2 separate regions of the Sus scrofa genome follow, and region 1 is linked to region 2. The links are chromatin contacts, called in public HiChIP or PLAC-seq maps. All regions are on one chromosome and are shown on one strand. The core of a region is the stretch at or near the end of the contact, and the rest is flanking DNA. Distances in the headings are between cores, read along the strand shown. Region 1 holds the start of FFAR2 (free fatty acid receptor 2). Region 2 holds the start of CD22 (B-cell receptor CD22).

Region 1 (7,110 bases), core at 3,454-5,953, 82 kb after region 2:
GGCTCGGATCCTGCGTTGCTGGAGCTGTGGTGTAGGCCGGCAACTGCAGCTCCAATTCAACCCCTAAGCTGGGAACCTCCATATGCCACAGATGCAGCCCTAAAAAGGAAAGAAAAGAAAAGAAAAGAAAAGAAAAAAGAAAAGAAAAGAAAGAGAAAAGATGCTATAAGAATGCAAAATAACAGACGCTAACTCAATCTAGGAAGTCAGGGAGGGCTTTCTGAAGGAAGAAATACATACTAGAAAGACTAGGAATTAACAGGGGAGGCTGGAGTGGGTAATGAGAAGTAAGAAGCATTTCAGGAAGAGGCTTCGAGGGCCCCTGGCAGAAGGAAAGATGGCACATTCATGGAGGTGAAAGATAGTTTTGCTTGGAGAGCAAGGAGGGAGAAGAGTGATGTGAATTAAGGCTGAAAGTTTGCAAGGGCCATGCCAAGTGGGCCTTATAGGCTCTGTTAGGGGTTTTAATATTTATCCTAAAAGCAATAAGAAGTCTCTGAAAGGGGAGGTCCTGTCGTGGCTCAGCAGAAACGAATCCAACTAGGAACCATGAGGTTGCGGTTCGATCCCTGGCCTTGCTCAGTGGGTTAAAGATCCAGCATTGCCGGAAGCTGTGGTGTAGGTCGCAAATGAGGCTCGGATCCCGAGTTGCTGTGGCTGTGGTGTAGGCCGGTGGCTACAGCTCCTACTTGACCCCTAGCCTGGGAACCTCCATATGCCACAGGTGTGGCCCTCAAAAGACAAAAGACAAAAAAAAAAGAAGCTCCTGATAGGATTTTAAACAAGATGGTGGTATAACTGGCTTGACATTTTAAGAAAGATCCCACTAGCTGCAGTATGACTGAAACTGACTTTTGGGAGAGTGAATGGCTGTGAGGGAGCTGGTCATGGCCCCTGCCGAAACCCTGCTAACAGAGGGTGGTGGTTAACACTGAGATGGGGCAACGGAGCTGGAGAGAGATGGACAGATTTGTTAGGTATTTGAGAAGTATGTTGGGCTGCATCCGGAGCACAAGGAAGAAGATGGTGTCAAGACTGACTTTAAGATTGGCTCTAGGATTATGGCTCAGGGATGGGATGGGGAGAGATCTTAGTTTCCAAGGTGGAGAACGCTGGAAGCAGGTTTAGTGTGGTTGAGAATGTCTCCAGTCAGTTCTGGATGCAATGAATTTCTGGTGCCCGGGAGACATCCAAATGGGAACGTCTCCTAGGCTGTTGGACATGTGGATTTGAAAGCTCACAGCAGCCCAGGAGAGAGGTTCAAAACTGGGGTTTCTGAGGACGGTAATTGACACTGTAGAAATGGATGCAACAAACAGAGAGAGCGAGGGAGAGAGAGAGAACATAGGATGAGGATAGGAAAGAACCTAGAAGCAAGCCTTAAGGAACTCTAACCTTTGGAGGATGAGTAGGAAAGGTGAGCTAGCAAAGGAAATTAAGAAGTGACCAAAGATCAAGCTAATTTCCTTTATGTGTGGGTCATCTGCCCTCTCCTGGGCAAAAGTAATACACAAAAGATCCATCTGACTCAGTTAGTCTAGGGGGAAAAAAAAAGAAGTGGGGGAGAAGACAGGGAAACTAGAAGAACACAACCTGCAGAATTCATGGAAAGAGAATGTTTCAAGAAGGGTGTGGAAACTGTTGAATGTTAATCAAACAGGAAGAAGATGTCCACTGCATTTAGTAACTGAGAGTCACTGCTACCTTTAGGAAGAACAGGTCCTGTGGAAAAACAGGGATGTGATCCAGATGAGGGTGGACTGAGGGATGACTGAGGAACAAGGAAGTGAACGAAGGGATTATTCACTTTCGATACCGTAAGTAACTTTAGATAACGGGTCTAATTTCCTTCCAGTTCTGACAAGCTGGGTTAAAATGATGACAGAAAACTGAACTTGGAAGAGATTGTGAAAGATACAGCTTTTGTGAAAGTCCCTGAATGCAGCTGAAGGATTGCGCTTCTTTTTCCTGTGGCATCGGTGGGCATGGTGAGTCGTCCATTCAAAAGTCCTCCTTTATCATGCTACCTTCATAACTGCCCTACGCATGGAGAAGGGGGCTTATGGGGGACCTTCAGCACAGGTGACACAGCTGTGATATGAGAAGGGCATGAGGTGGGGGAAAGGGGAGGCAGAGATAAAGAAGCAGACCTAACTCCTGTTTTCCAGTAAGTTTCCAGTTTGCAATGAAATCCAGATCCTTGAGAATATTTATAGAAAATCATAAAAGCAAAACGACACAAATAAACTTTGTAGCAAGCAACACAGAATGGTTTCTTCCTTAGCTCCCCTGTTAATCTGGGAAGTGTATGTGGGTGCTAGGGAAAGGAAATAAATGAAAAGAGAGAACTCCTGGGTTCTAGAGGTGAGCAGAGCTAAAGGGAAAGAAAAGTTAAATATTAAGAGACCTGGACGCTGGGGTCCTAGGCCACAAAACTAAAAACAGTCGGTTGAATGAATGAATGACTGAATGAACGAACAATAACGGATAAGGGTAAGTCCTAGGGGAAGAACAGAGATCCTCCCAGCAGGGATCAGGCCACAGATGGCGAAACAGAGACGTCTGTTCCCTGGGTCAAGAGAAAACATTCTGATTATCTGTTTCCTCACGTGTGTGTTTCAAAAGGACTTTGAGGAGCTTCTAACCTGGAGCTATATGGGTCAGAGAGGAAGAAATAGTGAGAAAAGAACAAAGGTGGCTCAGAAGTTGGGGCCAGCCCCCAGGAAGAGGGACCCCCACAGGGGAAGGGAACGCAGCCCAAGCACCCCTCCCGTAGGAAGAGCCATGCAGGCACATGGCTCCTTCTGAATCCCTGCTGCTTTCCCAAGTCAGATGGCAGGTCTGTGCCCTTGGTCTTTGGATATTCTACCAGGGGGCCCACATTCTACAAAGCTATCCAACAGGCTTGGGAGGAGGGACCACTTCCATTTATGTGCATCCTTGTGTGAAGCACTAGCTCCTATGCTTTATATCTGCTGCCTCGGGGTCTCTCACAGAAACCCTGGGATGTAAGCATTCTCACCCTCGCTGGCCTAAAAAGGAAACTAAAGTTCAAAAAATTGATCTGCCTCAAGGTCACAATGAAGGAAGGAACTTGGCTTTAAGCCCACATCTGCATGACTCTAAATCCCACGCTATTTCCACCATAACAAGACAAGGGCTAGGAGAAAGCAGTCTGTTCCAACAGGGAGGACAAAAGAAACTTGTTGGGAACAGAAGGCAAGAAACTAGATGGAAAGGGAGAACTGAAGAATAAAAGAAAGCAGAAAACCTCTTTTCTAAAATTGAGTAGAATCACAGAAGATATCACAGAGAAAAAAAGATGAGATGATCTGACTTGGGAAATGGAAAATATAGCTGGGATTGACAAAAAAAAAAAAAAAAAAAAAAAAAAAAATCAGAAACTGAGGACGGGAAATCCAGGTTGGAAATCACAGTGAGGATCTCTAAGGAGAGGATCGAGATGCCGGCCCCCTTTCCTTTGGGTCCGAGAGGAGACAGCGCTCAATTACTGACCTTCCCTCTCCGGTCACATGATGCATGCTGGTATAAAAGCTTTCTACCAGCCAGGTTCCTTACAATTTTTTTCCTGTGCGAAATGGGTGGTAGCAGTGGCTAAAACTCTGTTCCTCTTTCCTAGAAGCTTTCAGACTTTTCTCCAGGACCCATCACAAGAAGCCATCTATCCAGAACCAAGACCAGGCAAGGCAGCAAGCTGAGTGCTCACGCTCTGGGAAGTGATGCTGGGATCAGAGCTGGAGGGGAGAGTGTTGCGGGGGTAGGGGGGCCGGAGGAAGTCTGTCGGAAATCGAATGTAAAGACCAAGTCCAGAGACTGGAGCCGGGGGTTGGGGGAGGAACCGCGGACCAGGCCCTAAGCCTGGAGAGAGGATGTGGGGGGCCAGACCTTGCGTGGGCAGCAAGGGTTACAAACCAATCGGAAACTGCGTTACCCCATTAGGAAGAGTTCCTCTGTTTCCTGTCAAAACATAGACCAGTTACCGCCCATGTGCTTTTTCTGAATGTTCTCTAAGGTCTTTAGGGGATCAGGCTGGCTTACCCTTCCTCCCCGCGCCCCCTCCCTGCACTGCTCTAGCCCCTCTGTCTAACGCAGCATTGGACAGGGGAGGACAAGGCAGAGGAGAATCTGTTCTGCAAAAGGCGAGGAAAACAGGTAGGGAGGCAGGGAGACGGCTTGGGGCTGGGCACCTGCTTCCTGGGCGTGTGGCGGGGTCCTGGGTCTCAGGGCCTGGGTTTTCACAGCCAGGGTCCTCCTGAGAGACGTCTTCCAGCTCCCTCCCTGCGGTGGCAAGGCTGGCCTTTTCTCTCTGCAGGTCTCTGACTGAGGGAAGGACTTAAGGAAAGTTGGAAACTGATCACTTCCTGTATCTGTGAGGAGAGAAGGAGAAAGGCTGGGAAAACCGGAGGGGGAGTTCCCTGGGGAAGCCAAGGGTTGGTCTCCCCCAGAGACACATGATGGCAAACGTAATAACTGCTGCTTAATATCCCGCCCCAGGCAAAGTCAATAATTGCTCTGGGCAGTTCTGGCAGGTGGTGTGAGCCAGCAGTGCTAGTGGCAGAACGCCTGGGCCGGGAAAGGGAGCGTGCCAGGGAGGATGTCGGCAGACTGAACCAGAGGAGGGTCCGCAGAATGTGAGTGGGGCCTCCTGACCCTGCCCCTTTCCATCCTCTTCCAGAACAGTCATGCTGGACTTGCACAGCTCCGTGATCCTCACGGCCTACATCCTCATCTTCCTCACTGGTCTCCCAGCCAACCTCCTGGCCCTGCGGGCCTTCGTGGGGCGCGTCCGCCAGCCCCACCCTGCACCCATCCACATCCTCCTGCTCAGCCTGACGCTGGCAGACCTGCTGCTGCTGCTGCTGCTGCCCTTGAAGATCACTGAGGCCGCGTCTAACTTCCGCTGGTACCTGCCTGGGATCGTCTGTGCCCTCATGGGTTTCGGCTTCTACAGCAGCATCTACTGCAGCACGTGGCTCCTGGCGGGCATCAGCATCGAGCGCTACCTGGGAGTGGCTTTCCCCGTGCAGTACAAGCTGTCCCGCCGGCCCTTGTACGGAGTGATTGCTGCTCTGGTGGCCTGGATCATGTCCTTTGGTCACTGCACTGTCGTGTTCATCGTTCAGTACTTGAACTCAACCCAGAAGGCCGAGGGTATGAACGTCAGTACCTGCTATGAGAACTTCACCAAAGAGCAGCTGGACGTGGTGCTTCCCGTGCGGCTGGAGCTGTGCCTCGTCCTCTTCTTCATCCCCATGGTGGTCACCATCTTCTGCTACTCGCGCTTTGTGTGGATCATGCTCGCCCAGCCCCACGTGGGGGCCCAGAGGCGGCGCCGAGCCGTGGGGCTGGCTGTGGTGACACTCCTTAACTTCCTGGTGTGCTTCGGGCCCTATAACATATCCCACCTGGTGGGCTTCCACACGAAGGAGAGCCCCAAATGGCGCGCGGAGGCTGTGGTATTCAGCTCCCTCAACGCCAGTCTGGACCCCCTGCTTTTCTATTTCTCGTCTTCAGTGGTGCGCAGGACCTTTGGCAAAGGGCTGCAGGCGCTGCGGAATCAGGGCTCCTTGCTGCTGGGCCGCAGAGGCAAAGAGACCGAGGAGGCGGCGAACGGGGACAGGGGTGTGAGTCAAACCGAGGGAGCGCCGAGTTCTGACTTCACCACCGACTAGGGGTGTCCCTGGACCTTCGGGGGCACTCAGGGTGGTGTCTGGGTGGAGCAGGCTGGGCATCAGAGAGCAGGAGGGTTCCTGTCCCCGGCTCAGGAATCCTCAGACCCAGTCCCCCACTGGGATTGTAAAAACCCATCTCGCTCACCACCTCGGAAGCCCTTCCTGACTGAATTTTCTGTCACAAAGGAGCACAGCTCCTTGACAAAAAGAGAGATGGTCAGGCAGAGATGCACCACCGGACCAGAGCTGCACAGGCCACTCAGCTTGCATAATATAAATTTAGTCCTTGTGGGATGGTTGGTAGCTGAAGCGGAAGGTCCTAAAGCAACCTTGCGACCAGCTTCGAAACAATACCTACACCCTGGCCGGGTTCTTGGTGCTAGAAAGACGCCAAAGGGCAAGACATAGACGAGAAATACTAAATGAGGTCAAGGAAGATGCAGGAAGGTTCTGGACCAAGGGACCAGGAGGAAGGATGGGGACTTGGGCCTCCAATGACCCAGGTCTGGATGGGAGCCACCCGACCTGCCGCTCTGTAAGTCTGCCCCAGCCGTCTTCATGGGTGTATCTGGTCTCCCCATTAAACTGGGAGCCACCTGAGGTCTGGGCCTTGGCGTCCTCCCACACACACACACCCCAAGCCCCGCCGCAGGTCAAAACCCAGTTAGGCATCCATCAGTTAGAGGTTAAGAGTGAATAGCACAGGAAAAGTCAACCTGGTCTGGCAGATTGAAAATAAAGACTATAAAACTCAGAAGTGAGTGTCCACAATTTTTGTAACATTTCAGCAAACACAAGGAGAGCAAAAATGGGGATGGAGACTCAGACTCAGCAGCAAAGCAGGAGGGTGATGCACATGAAACCACAGAAATATGTTAAAGATGTCGCAAGAGGGGTGTACGTGAGTAAGTGCAGTAAGTACTGACAGACGCCGGTTTAGACGGATGAACAGAGACTGGACTCCGAGAGAGGACGCGGAGTAAGTCCCCGATCGAAGTTATCCGTCTATCGGGGAGCTTAAAACATGCATATCCTCCCGCTTAGAAACCTGCAGGGTTTTCCTTTTATCAAGTTTTCCTCCCAGGAGTTCCCTTCATGGCTCAGCAGTTAACGAACCTGACTAGAATCCATGAGGATGCGGGCTTGATCCCTGGCCTTGTTCAGTGGTTAGGGATCCAGCATTGCCATGAGCTGTGGGGTAGGTTGCAGATGTGGCCCAGATCTGGCATTGCTGTGGCTGTGGTGTAGGCCGGCGGCTACAGCTCCAATTCGACCCCTAGCCTGGGAACCTCCATATGCTGTGCATGTGCCCCTAAAAAGCAGGAAAAAAAAAACCAAAAAACTTTTCTTCCTAAGAATGCATATCTTATCATCCCATTGCCTGCGATGTATCCTCTCTCCCTTCCTAATTCCACCT
Region 2 (6,620 bases), core at 2,363-4,862:
ACCACTTTACATTCCCACCAGCCATGTACGCAGGATCTAGTTTCACTGCATCTTTACCAGCATTTGAAGTTGTCATGATTTTTTATTTTAGCTGTTTTGTTGGTATGCAATGATATCTTATCATGGTCCTGATTTGCATTTCACTGGCGGCCAGGGGTGTTGAACATCTGTTCATGTGCTTATTTTGACACCTGTATATTCTCTTTGCTGAAATGTCTTTCCGTGTCTCGCCCATTTTCAATTGCCCGTGCAATCCACTTACTTAAAGTGTACACTTCTGTGGTTTCAAATCATATTCGGAGAATTGTGCAACTGTCAACACAGTCAATTTGAGAACATCTCATTGCCCCAGAAAGAAACCTGTGCCCATTTGTTGTCACTCCCCGTTTCCTCCCAACACCCCCACCCCAGTTCTAGGCAACAATTAAATCTACTTTCCGTCTCTACAGGTTTTCTTTTTCTGGACATTTCATAGAAGTAAAATCATACGGTATGTGGCCTTTTGTGATAGGCTTCTTTCAAGTTCATCATTTTGTAGCATCTGTAAAGTATTTCATTTCTTTTTATTGCCGAATAATATTTCCTTGTATGGATATGCCATATATTCTTTATTCATTCATCATGTGATAGACTCCTGGGTTGTTTCTATTTTTGGCTTTTGTGAATCATGCTGTCGTGATACGTGTTCAAATTTCTGTAGGTGTGTTTTCATCTCTCTGGGGTACACACACTAGAAGTGGAATCCCAGAGTCGTATGGGAAGTCTGTGTTTAACCTTTTGAGAAACTGTTTGGAGACTGTTTTCCAAAATGGCTGGACAATTTTACATTCCCATTAGCAATGTAGAAAAGATTTCATTCTTATGCATCCTTTCCAGCATTTTTGCTCTGCCACTATTGTTTATTTTAGCTGTCTAATGGGCGTGTAGTAGTGGTATCTCATCCGACTTTCATCTGCATTTCTCTAAAGGTTAATGATGTTGAACTTCCGTTGATGTGATTATTGTCTATCCGTACCATCTTCAGTGAAATGTCCTTCATATGTTTTGCCCACCTTTCTTGGGGGGGCAATTTTTAATTGTATTATTTGATTGTTTTTTTTTTTTTTTTGGAATGTTGAGTTTTGTTTTGTTTTGGCCACACCTACGGCATATGGACATTTTTGGGTCAAGGACTGAATCCCAGCCACAGCTGTAACCTATGCTGCCGCTTCGGCAATTTCATTTTTTTTTTATTGCCGAATAATATTTCCTTGTATGGATATGCCATATATTCTTTATTCACTCATCATGTGATAGACTCCAGGGTTGTTTCTATTTTTGGCTTTTGTGAATCATGCTGTTGTGATACGTGTTCAAATTTCTGTAGATGTGTTTTCATCTCTCTGGGGTACACACACTAGAAGTGGAATCCCAGAGTCGTGGCCGGGAGTGGGGCTGGGGGGTGATAAGGATCAAACCGCCACCTCCACAGTGACCTGAGCCATTTCAGTCAGGTTCTTAACCCTCTGTGCCATGGCGGGAGCTCCTTCGGAGAGTTTTTATCATGAAAGGGTGTTGAATTTTGTCAAATGCTTTTTCTGCCACAATTTATATAATCATATAATTTTTTTCTTCCTTGTCCTATTAACAAGAGATTACATAGTTTGATTTTTGAATATCGAACTAGACTTATAATCCTGGAATCATCCCCACTGGGTCATAGTGGTATAATTCTTTTTTTTTTTAGATGAAATTTATTTTGTTGTATAGTTGATTGAAAATGTTGTGTCAATTTCCGCTGTACAGCAAAGTGGTTCATATATATATACGCATACATATATATGTATGTACTCTTTTAAATATTCTTTTCCATTACGGTTTATCTCGGGATATTGAATATTTTGGGCTACTTGGTGGGACCTTGTTTATCCATATAATTCTTTTCATATGTTGCTGAATTTATCTTCTAGTGTTTTGGTAAGGACTTTTGCCTCTGTATTCATAAGAAATATTGGTCTGCAGTTTTCTTTTTTGTATTGTCTTTGTCTTTTGGTTTTGGTTTGGTTTTGGGGTAATACTGGCTTCATAGAGTCAGTTGGGAAGCATGACATTGTAAATTGACTTATACTCCAACATGAAAACATTGATTAAAAAAAAGAATGAATTGGAAAGAATTCTGCTGTTTTCCGGAAGAGATTATGTAGAATTGGTGTTAATTCTTCTTTAATGTTGGTAGAACTCTCCAGTAAAACCATATTGGCCTGAAGATTTCTTTTCCATGCGTTTGGTACCTACACGTGTAGCTCGCTATATCTTCTTAATAGCTTGACCCATTTCTTATTATATAGTATCCATCTCTGACTTTGGTCATTCTCTTTATTCCGAAGTCTACTTTATCTATTATTATTAAGCCACTCCTACTTTCTTTTTCTTTTGAAAAGTTGTATATTTAATTTTTTAAATAATGATTTTTATTTTTTCCATTTGAGTTGGCTTACAGTGTTCTGTCCATTTTCTACTATACAGCAAAGCAACCCAGTCACACAGATATACACATTCTTTTTCTCACACTATCCTCCATCGTGCTCCATCACGAGTGACTAGATATAGTTCCCTGTGCCACACGGCAGGATCTCATTGCTTATCTACTCTGAAAGCAATAGTTTGCAACAATTAACCTCAGATTCCCAGTTCCTCCCAGTCCCTCCCACTCCTCCTTTCTTTTTTAAAGAGAGATGTAATCAACACGTTAGTTTCAAGTGCGTAACCTCATGATTCGATATCTGTATATATTACAAATGATCACCACGATAAGTCTAGTTACTGTCCGTCACCATACTTAGTTACGATTTTTTGTGTGTGTGGTGAGAACTTTTAAGAACTTTTAACTCTTATTAACTGGCAAATACACAATGCAGTGCTCTTAACTGCAGTCACCACGCTGTACCTGACACCCTGGGATTTATGTATTTTACAACCAGACGTTTGTACCTTTTGTCCGCCTTCATCCCTTTTGCCCACCCCAACCCTGCCTCTGGCGCACACCAGTCTGTCGCCTGTATCTATGTGTTCGTTTTCTTTTTTTTCTTTTTATTTATTTATTTATTTTTTTGGGGGGGGTCTTTTTACCTTTTCCAGGGCCGCTCCCGTGGCATATGGAAGCTCCCAGGCTAGGATTCGAATCGGAGCTGTAGCCGCCGGCCTGCACCACAGCCACAGCAACTCGGGGTCTGAGTCATGTCTGCAACCTACCCCACAGCTCACGGCAACGCCGGATCCTTAACCCACTGAGCGAGGCCAGGGATCGAACCCACAACCTCATGGTTCCTAGTCGGATTCGTTAACCACTGTGCCACAACGGGAACTCCCTGTTTTCTTTTTTTAAAGATCCCGCATAGAAGTGAGAGCGCATGGCGTTTGTCTTTCTGTCTGACTTATTTCACTGGGCATAACTCATTCATGTCATGGCAAATGGCAAGATTTCCTTCTTTTTATGGCTGAATACTCCTCCTTTGTATGCATTTTCTTTATCCACTCAGGCACTTAGGTGGCTTCCATGTCTTGGCTACTATAAATAGTGCTGCAGAGAGCACGAGTTAGATTTTTAAGTTCGTTTTTGTTTCCTTCAGATAAATACCCAGAAGTGGAGTTGCTGCCACAGAGAGGCTGGGGGTGTGGCCATGAAGAGCGAGACTCAGTCACTGGCGACTTCTCTGTTCTTCCCCTTTCACTCTTAGAGGCTGCCAGAGTCCCCGAAGAGGGAAGACACGAGGAAACAGGTAAACACGGCTTTGTCCTCTTTTGCATTTAACAATCAAGTATGGAGCAGCTTCTATGTGCCGGGCACAGCTCCTGGGGCTGGAAGCACGATGGGGATGCCCCTCCTTTGCTCTTGCCTGGGTGACATAGGTTGTAGTCCCCTGCCTTTGAGCATCTTCCTTGCCAGGGCTGGTGGGTCTTTTGAGAGTAGGCTGCGTCCCTGGGTGCCCGGGAGGAAGGCTGGTCTCAGGGAGGCCAGCCCTGAGGTCCTGCAGGGCTCTCAACAGGACCACAGGTCTGCACAGCGGGGCCTGGTCCTGAGCCTTCACGCCCAGCATAGACCCATCCAAGCCTCCACAGCCCACCCGGCCTCTGCGGCCTTCCAGGCCCAGGCCTGGGGCCACGGCTTGGGCTCTGGAGATGGCCTGGGGACCATCCGGGTAAGCACACAACCCTGCTCTGAGAATCACTCCTTTCCTAGGCCTGGCCTCCTCCAGCGGGTTCCCAGCGAGGGTGTGACTGCTGGCTGCTGGCAGGGGAAGGGGGGCCACCACAGGCCAGCCCTTGCCACAGCCCTCCCTGGTGGAAACCCAAGGGGGACCCACCCAAATTCTACCCTTCAGTCCTTCAGGCCGCATACTGCTCTCCTGTCCCCAGGGTCAGGTGTAGACACGGCTGGTTAAAGGTTTGAAAAGACCTGCACTAAAGAGTCCTAATTCCCTTTTGTTTTGCCCTAAACCCATGTCCACCCAAATAAATGTGACCTTGAGGACTTTCCTGTGTGTGTCCTAACAGTCTCAGCACCTCCAGGGCCGTATCAGTTCTGCCTGGAAGAGTCTGGCTCCCTGTAAACCCCTCAGCCCTTATTTGCGCCCAGGCGGGACCGGCACGGCCGCTCTGCCCGGGGACGGGACCCCATTCCCACTGTCAGCAGGCAGCTTAGCCTCCGCCTTGGCCGCGCAGGACCCCCCCATCCCCCCTTGAGCCACACAGTCGCGGGAGATAAACAGCCGGAGGGGCTGGGGGTGGGGGCGCCAGTGGTGAGAAAGGTTGGCTGGGCAGGTGGGAGAGAGGCAGGTCGCTGCCAAGACCGGAGACACACTCAGTTGGCACGTCCTGCTGGCTCCCCGGGGACAGGTGTGAAGGGCACAGCCATGCAAATTGGGACTTAAATTTAACTCTATGTAAATGTAGTTCCATGTAAAAGTCTGGTGAGGTGGCTCCCCCGCCTCACTGCGTGCACACACACACACACATACACACACGTGGGCAGCGGTTGCCCACGAGCAGCCCTTGGACAACCTCTGGCCCGCAGACAGGTTTTGTTTGACTAGCACCGTGGGTTTTGGTGTATTTTTTTTTTTTTTAAATGGGACATTTCACATAAAACTCTGGCTTCTTACTTCTTTTAAATCAGTAGAGGAGTTCCCCTCGTGGCTCAGCGGAAACGAATCTGACTAGCAGCCATGAGGACACAGGTTCAATCCCTGGCCTTGCTCAGGGGTTAAGGATCCAGTGTTGCTGTGAGCTGTGGTGTAGATTGCAGATGTGGCTTGGATCTGGCTTTGCTGTGGCTGTGGTGTTGCCCAGCAGCTACAGCTCCGATGTGATCCCTAGCCTAGGAACCTCCATATGCCACTGGTGTGGCCCTAAAAAGCGAATAAATAATTAAATAAGTAAATAAGAAAACAGTAGGAGACCAGGCAGTGCTGAGCCCATGTTCTCATTTGGCAGTAACTGGCTGGCACTGAGACAGTCATGACCTTTACCCAGCATGACCATTGACCCCGCCCCAGATTTAAATCCCCACCTGGTAGATTTATGTCCCCACCCAACCCCTGGGGCATCTGAGTGAGACTCTTGCAAAAAGTTCTCCTAAGTCCTTTCAGACCCATCTAAACGTTCCTGGCATCGCACTGAAGTATTGGTTTAGGGTTGTTTTTGTCTCCCAGTCTTTAAAATTGAGGTTTGACCATGTCTGTCCCCTATCTAAAATCCTTTGCTCGTTGTCCCCAAGGTAAGCTCTCATTACCCAGGACCTGGCATTCAAGGTATTCAGTAGTCTGGTGCCACCCAAAGCCTGTGAGCTGGGCAGCAAGTTTATACAATTTTGGATGGATGGGTGTATGGACAGATGGAAGAAAGGAAGGAGTGGTGGGAAGAGAGAGGCTAGCACTACACGGTTCCCCTGTATCCAGAAAAGGCCCTGTGAGCTTCCAGAATTCCATACCCACCTTGTAACACGGGTCTCTCGGGATCAGGGAAAAGGGGTCGGAGCTCAGTGGGTGAGCAAGAAAAGCCGTCTGGAAGATGTAAGCGGCCAGATGGCTCAAAGACAAACTCTTCCCGGCCCAGGATCCTGCCCAGACACAGCACCATGCATCTCCTCGGGCTCTCGCTTCTGCTGCTCGGTAAGGACCGTGTCCTGGGCTGGTACCTGGGTTCTGGGGTGACTGAGGGTGCTGGAGGAGGAGTGCTCTGGGGCAGAGAAAAGCAAACGTGGGGCAGGCTGGGGACAGGCAGTGGGTGGGTGTGTGTGTGTGTGTGTACTCTCTTTGTGGCTCTCCTTCTCTCCCTGCCCGGAGGAAATTCCTTATTCCTTTGCGAGCTCTCCTCATCCCTCCCTCAGTAATGCTTTCTGTTCACTCTGGTTCCAGAATACTTGGCTTTCGCTGACTCCGCTTCCTGGACGGTCAATCATCCCAAGACCCTCTACGCCTGGAACGGAACCTGCATCTGGATTCCTTGCAGCTACAAGATCCCAGGGACTGGACACACCCTGGAAAACCTGACCGTGTACCACAATTTTGAGTATGACAAACGCACCAGGGACTACACGGGGACCGTCCTCTACAAGAACCAGAAGGCCAAGGAGTTTCCTT

Evidence for each region. HiChIP or PLAC-seq counts read pairs in DNA pulled down with a chosen protein or histone mark.
Region 1: an H3K27ac HiChIP or PLAC-seq map of alveolar macrophages shows a contact between it and region 2. The contact joins the promoter of FFAR2 here to the promoter of CD22 in region 2. A contact is called at or near these places in 6 of 47 Hi-C or Micro-C datasets (blood, embryonic fibroblasts, fetal heart ventricle and 1 more) and 1 of 2 datasets of contacts at active chromatin or transcription factors (alveolar macrophages).

What each region holds. Positions count from the first base shown.
Region 1 is chr6:44,898,012-44,905,121 of Sscrofa11.1, forward strand. It overlaps FFAR2 (free fatty acid receptor 2), which reads left to right and starts at 4,704. Exons shown (of 1, transcript NM_001278758.1): 1 at 4,704-5,836. The coding sequence starts at 4,704. The coding sequence ends at 5,693.
Region 2 is chr6:44,816,981-44,823,600 of Sscrofa11.1, forward strand. CD22 (B-cell receptor CD22) reads left to right here and starts at 3,613. Exons shown (of 14, transcript XM_021097121.1): 1 at 3,613-3,758; 2 at 6,000-6,149; 3 at 6,396-6,620. The coding sequence starts at 6,116.